2 separate regions of the Mus musculus genome follow, and region 1 is linked to region 2. A link is a contact called in public HiChIP or PLAC-seq data. All regions are on one chromosome and are shown on one strand. The core of a region is the stretch at or near the end of the contact, and the rest is flanking DNA. Distances in the headings are between cores, read along the strand shown.

The links. HiChIP or PLAC-seq counts read pairs in DNA pulled down with a chosen protein or histone mark.
Region 1: an HNF4G HiChIP or PLAC-seq map of pancreatic cancer cells shows a contact between it and region 2. The contact joins two enhancer-like sites. A contact is called at or near these places in 10 of 484 Hi-C or Micro-C datasets (CD4 T cells, embryonic stem cells, nephron progenitors and 1 more) and 2 of 115 datasets of contacts at active chromatin or transcription factors (pancreatic cancer cells and stem cell-derived neural progenitor cells).

Annotation. Positions count from the first base shown.
Region 1 is chr1:191,525,754-191,528,623 of GRCm38.p6, forward strand. No RefSeq gene overlaps it. Among named protein-coding and RNA genes, the nearest start is that of Gm32334, 40 kb to the left of the region's middle. Within about 2 kb of position 1,523, at least 67 of the 459 cell types and tissues checked have an H3K27ac peak or open chromatin away from gene starts, as enhancers often do. A contact at or near this core is called in pancreatic cancer cells, where this site is marked.
Region 2 is chr1:191,291,376-191,294,121 of GRCm38.p6, forward strand. No RefSeq gene overlaps it. Among named protein-coding and RNA genes, the nearest start is that of Nenf, 25 kb to the right of the region's middle. Within about 2 kb of position 1,251, at least 132 of the 459 cell types and tissues checked have an H3K27ac peak or open chromatin away from gene starts, as enhancers often do. A contact at or near this core is called in pancreatic cancer cells, where this site is marked.

The sequences.
Region 1 (2,870 bases), core at 273-2,772, 230 kb after region 2:
TTTTCTAGCTGGACAGTTTTTAAACTGTTAGATTTTAAGAGTTCTTTGTATATTTTAGGCACTAATTCTTTGTTAGATACGTGTCAAGTTGTAGCCTTTTTCTGTCTCTCTGTTTCTATCTGTCTCTGTTTCTGTGTGTCTTTGTCTCTCTCTGTCTTTCTCTGTCTCTGTCTGTCTCTCTGTCTCTCTGTCTCTCTGTCTCTCTGTCTCTGTCTCTCTCTCTCTGTGGTTTAGTATTCACACACATGAATGTGGAAGCCAGAAACCGATGTCAGGTGTCTTTCTTTATCCCTTTTCTCATTTGGAGACAGGTTTCTCACTGAACCTGGAACTCACTGAGGGTCTAGAGGCTGGGCAATAAGCTCTGAGATCCTGCTGTCTCTACCTTCCCCAGTGCTGGGATTACAGGTGGATGCCACTACACCTTGCTTTTGAAGAGGGTGTTGGGATCTGAACTCAGGCCCTTAAGCTTGCACGGCAAGCACATTACCCCCGAGCCATCTCCTAGCCCCGTAGATTGTCTTTGCACCCTTTATACAGATGAGCTGTCTCAGCTTAACAGTTTACATTCATTGGATTTTCCATTCATGCCTCATCTTTTGGTGTCTTTTCTTTATCCCCAGAACCCAGAGGTTTTTCTCTTGTACCTTTTTTCTGAAAGTTTTATAATTTTGCACTTAACCCATAAGTCCATGAACCATAACAAATACATGCAAATTAGGCTTTAATTTCAGACCAGGTAAAGTTATTTTTCCAGAGTTGAAAACCCTATTGTACCAGCCGGGCGTGGTGGTGCACGCCTTTAATCCCAGCACTCAGGAGGCAGAGGCAGGCAGATTTCTGAGTTCGAGGCCAGCCTGGTCTACAAAGTGAGTTCCAGGACAGCCAGAGCTGTACAGAGAAATCCTGTCTTGAAAAACAAAAAAAACAAAACAAAAAAAAAAAACAAAAAAAAAAAAACAAAACAAAAGAAAACCCTATTGTTAGCAGGGCATAATGGCACTCATGTTTAATCCCAGGACTTGGGAGGCAAAGGCTGGTGGATCTCTGAGTTCAATGTCATCCTGGTCTACAGAGCACAGAGCTAATTCCATGACAGCCTGGGATACACAGGAAAACCATCTCACTTCCTACCCTGCCCTTAAAACAAGCCTAGTGGTTGGCTTTCTTTTGAAAGGGCTGGTACTATCCTGGGTACTGTTGGTTAAGGCTGCCTGTTTCTGGCTAGGCAGTGGTGACACACACCTTTAATCCCAGCACTTATGAGGCAGAGGCAGGTGGATCTCTGAGTTTGAGGTCAGCCTGGTCTACAGAGCTAACTCCAGGACAGTCAGAGCTACACAAGAAACCCTGTGTAGAAAATGAAAACAAACAAAACACCCCCACACCCCCTCCCCTGGTTACACACACACACACACACACACACACACACACACACACACACGAACACAAGAGTGTCTGCATCTGGCGAGCTGTGACTGCTGGATGAGTGCTTCTGAGTGAGAGCCAGCACTGCAGTGACCAGTGAGTCAGCCCAGACACCAACTGCTAATTCATCCTGCCTGCTTGGTGCCATGGCAACGCTTCCTAGTAGATATCACAGAAATGTCTGTACTTCATAACTATGCATTTATGCCCTTCCTGCAGACACCCTGACTTCTGACTTTCTAATCTCTCTGCCAACTCCTTGATCCTATCTGTGAATTTCTCCTTTAAAAAATATTTATGTGTATGTGTGTTTGTCTGTATGAGTTTATGTGTACCACATAAATGCAAGAGCCCACAGAGACCAGAAGAGGACAATGGGTTTACAGGAACTGGAGTTACAGGCAAGTGTGCATCATTGTGTAAGCGCTGGGAACAGAACCTGGATCCTCTGAAAGGGAAGCCACAGTCAGTGCTCTTAACCTCTGAACCATCTCCTTGGCTTCTGCTTCTTTAACTCCCTGTGATTTCTCTTTCCTTGTCAATGAATGATAGGCACATGGTGCCTCAGATGTCCCTCACCCTGCCTTCCAGGGTCATCTTGAAATGGGTTATAACCAGCATCAGTCCACTTGAGACTTAATCCCATTTGCGGCTGTCTCCTCCTCCTGCTCTCCCAAGGAGCTCTTTCAGGATCCTCAGAGACCATCCACGTCAGCCCCGGTGGCAGGTAAGGGAGAAGCAGTGTAGCTTTGGGTGTCTGGAAGTGTCACTGCTTTTTCCAGTCTAGCCTCAAAGCCAACACTGCATAGCTATGCACTCAGTTGGTGAAAGCCATGATAACTGTGGTTAAAAGAGAATGGAATTCAACTTTGCCTTTAATGTGGGAGAGCAGACTGTGGAAGAGTATGTGAAGTTGGCAGTGCTGAGCCTCCTCTGGAAGAAAGACACCATCTATCACAAGGTCTCTCTATTCTGGCGAGCCAGAACTTTAATGTTTCCAGCCAGAGTTGGGTTCTAAGGTTTTTCAGATTGTTTTCAGTGTTGTTTCTTCGGTGGTTGCTCTCTGGCTGTGTGTGGAGTTTTTACCCTGTGCATACACAGCCTGGCACTCAGCCATATGCAATGTGTTATACGGGGCTCTTTCTCCTTTTTGGCATTTTATCTAGAAATTTCCAGATGACCTGGTTTCCCTAAACTCCAGTTTCTTGTTTCTCAAACTCAGCAAGGCTTCTGGTGTGTTTGCATTCTCCATTCTGGGGCTGTTATGTGAGAGTCACCTCCACAGCTGCATGCTCACGTCATCTGGCTCCTCCCCTTGGCTTACTTATCTGTGCTGCTTCTTGTACAATATTTGAAAATCTCTGCTTGGTCTCCTTGACTCACTCTCACAGCTGTTTATGAGAGAGTGAGTTCTGTATCTGTTATTCCTTTGTTGATAGAAG
Region 2 (2,746 bases), core at 1-2,500:
TCAAGACCAGACTTGGGCAGTGTCCAGCAGTATGACAGGCCAGGGGCAGGCAGGTGGCACTATGTATGTACAGGAAACATCTTGGCAAGCTGGAACAGTGTCTGTGGTGGTGCAGGTCTGTAATCCCAGCACTCCATAACCAGAGGCCAGCTCGAGCTACATAGTAGCTTTGAAACCAGCCTGGCTACACAGTGAGTAGCAAAAAGCCAGAAAACTAGAGGCTGGGGAGCTGGCTTGTCAGCCAGAACCATCTCGCTCTTGAAGAGGACAGATCCATTCCCAGCACCCATGGCAGGTGGCTCACAGCCAACTGTAACCAGTTTTCTAGGGTGTCTGATGCTCCTGGCTTCTGCAATCACCTGCACACATGTGCACATACCCCTACACATACACATAATTAAAGAAATAATAAGTCAGCCAGGTATAGTGGCCCATGTTTTTAATCCTAGCACTCAGGAGCAGAGGTAGGCAGATCTCTGTGAGTTTGAGGCCAGCCTGGTCTACATAGTGAGTTCCAGGACAGAACAGTCTAATGATCTTCTTCTTCCTCTTCCTCTTCCTCATCCTCTTCCTTCCCTCCCCCTCCTCTCCTCCTCCCCCTCCTCTCCTCCTCTTCCTCATCCTCTTCCTCCCCTCCCCCTCCTCTCCTCCTCCCCCTCCTCTCCTCCTCTTCCTCCTCCCCCTCCTCTCCTCCTCCTCCTCCTCTTTTTCCTCCTCCTCCTCCTCTTCCTCTTCCTCCTCCTTTTACTTCTTCATCCTTTTTTTATAAAGGCCAACACTAAAGAAATTAATAAATAAAAAGTGTCTGCTAGGGGCAGTTCTTCCTTTTTATAGTTCTTAAATGACCAAGATTTTTTACATTACAAAAAGCTTTCTGCTTATAATTAGACCAAATGATCATGTTATTCCACCACAGGGAAACCAGGTTTGGCCCTACACCCAGCAGCTGCTGCTACTATAGGGGCCTTTGGCCTCATGAGACCAGAGCCCCTTTCCCCATGCTAATCTCACAAGATTGCATCCAGCCCTCTCAGCTCAGGCCTGTTTCTGGCAACCACATCTGCCCTCCCTTGTCCTTCCAGGGTTTTCCAGAAATTCTTTGCCACTGTTCCTTGGCAGGAGACTACGGCATCACATGGCCAGTGACTGGTGCCTTCTGACTCACGGAATGGAAAGAAACCACACAGAGAAGCACACAGGGCCTCTGTTGCCAGCCAGGGTGACCACATGGAACGGGAGGTGATTCATCTGAGCCTGCCTGGCATTGGCACTCGAATACACTTGCCTGGAGCTGGGCAGTCAGCCCTTAAGTGATGCGTGGGGTATCCCCCTCCCAGGGCAGAGCAGCCCCTCCTAGGAGGAATAAGTGGCTCTCTGCCTCTGTCCCAAGTGGCTGACAGATGACCAAGGAGGTTGTAGGACAGCTCTGGGGACAGAGGTAATTAGATCAAGAATCAGGGTTGGGGACTTCAGAGAAGAGGTAGACAGGTGGAAGCTGAGTGTGGCTGGGGTCCTTTGCTCCAAATTCTTCATCACACCTGGTGTCTCCAACACAGAGGAGACACAGCTCACCATTCCAGAAGGAATATAATCAGTTGCTCACATAGTCCTTTTCAAGGCCAAGTGCAGAGGGGGCAGGGCACCAAGGGCAAGCGCAACTCTACGTCATTCCCCACTGGGCACCATATGACAGTCCCATTTTATGTATGAGGAAATTTTAACCAGAAATATAAAGCAGGTTGCCGCAGGTGACTGCCACCAGTGACAACTCTAACCACGTTGTGTGGTCCAGCTCTGCTGTGAGCTGCTGATGGATACAACATCCCATGCAAGCTCCACATTTCCCTTCACATACATGGTCTGACATCATCCTCAGAGCAGCACTGTAGGGAGGATGTTAGTGTTCACACAAAATGAGATCAGAAAGAACAGCAAGGCACAGGGTGTGTGATGGACAGGGTGTGTGATGGACAGGGTGTGTGATGGACAGGGTGTGTGGACAGGGTGTGTGATGGACAGGGTGTGTGATGGTTTGTATATTCTTGGGCCAGGGAGTGGCACCATTTGGAGGTGTGGCCTTGTTGGAATAGGTGTGACCTGGTTGGAGTAGGTGTGTCACTGTGGGTACGGGCTTAAGACTCTCACTCTAGTTGCCTGGAAGTCAGTCTTCCACTAGCAGCCTTTGGATGAAGATGTAGAACTCTCAGCTCTGCCTGGACCATGCCAGCCTGGATACTGCCCTGCTCCCACCTTGATGATGATGGACTGAACCCCTGAACTTGTAAGCCAGTCCCAATTAAATGTTTTTTTATAAGACTTGCCTTGGTCATGGTGTCTGTTCATAGCAATAAAACCCTAACTAAGACAGTGTGGTAGCTAGTGTTTCAATTGTGAGCCTAGCCTTTAAAGGCTGAGCTATCTCTCAGCCCCTATGGTGGCTAGTGTTCAAGTTGTGAGCCTAGCCTTTAACTGCTAAGCTATCTCTGATACCTGTGATACTTTTTAATTGTACAAATGATACAAGGTAGACTAGACTGGCAACAGTCTCAGTGAAAGATTCTTTAGATCAGATTGGCCTTGGTGGTGGTGGGACTGTCTTGATTACCTTAATGGCGGTGGAAAGACCGACCTACTGTGGCAACACTAGGCACAGTAGGCAGGGCCCTGGACAATGTAAGAGTGGAGGAAGAGAGCTGAGCAGTAAATATGTATGGATTCCTTTTCTTCACAGCTGTGGCTGGCTGCT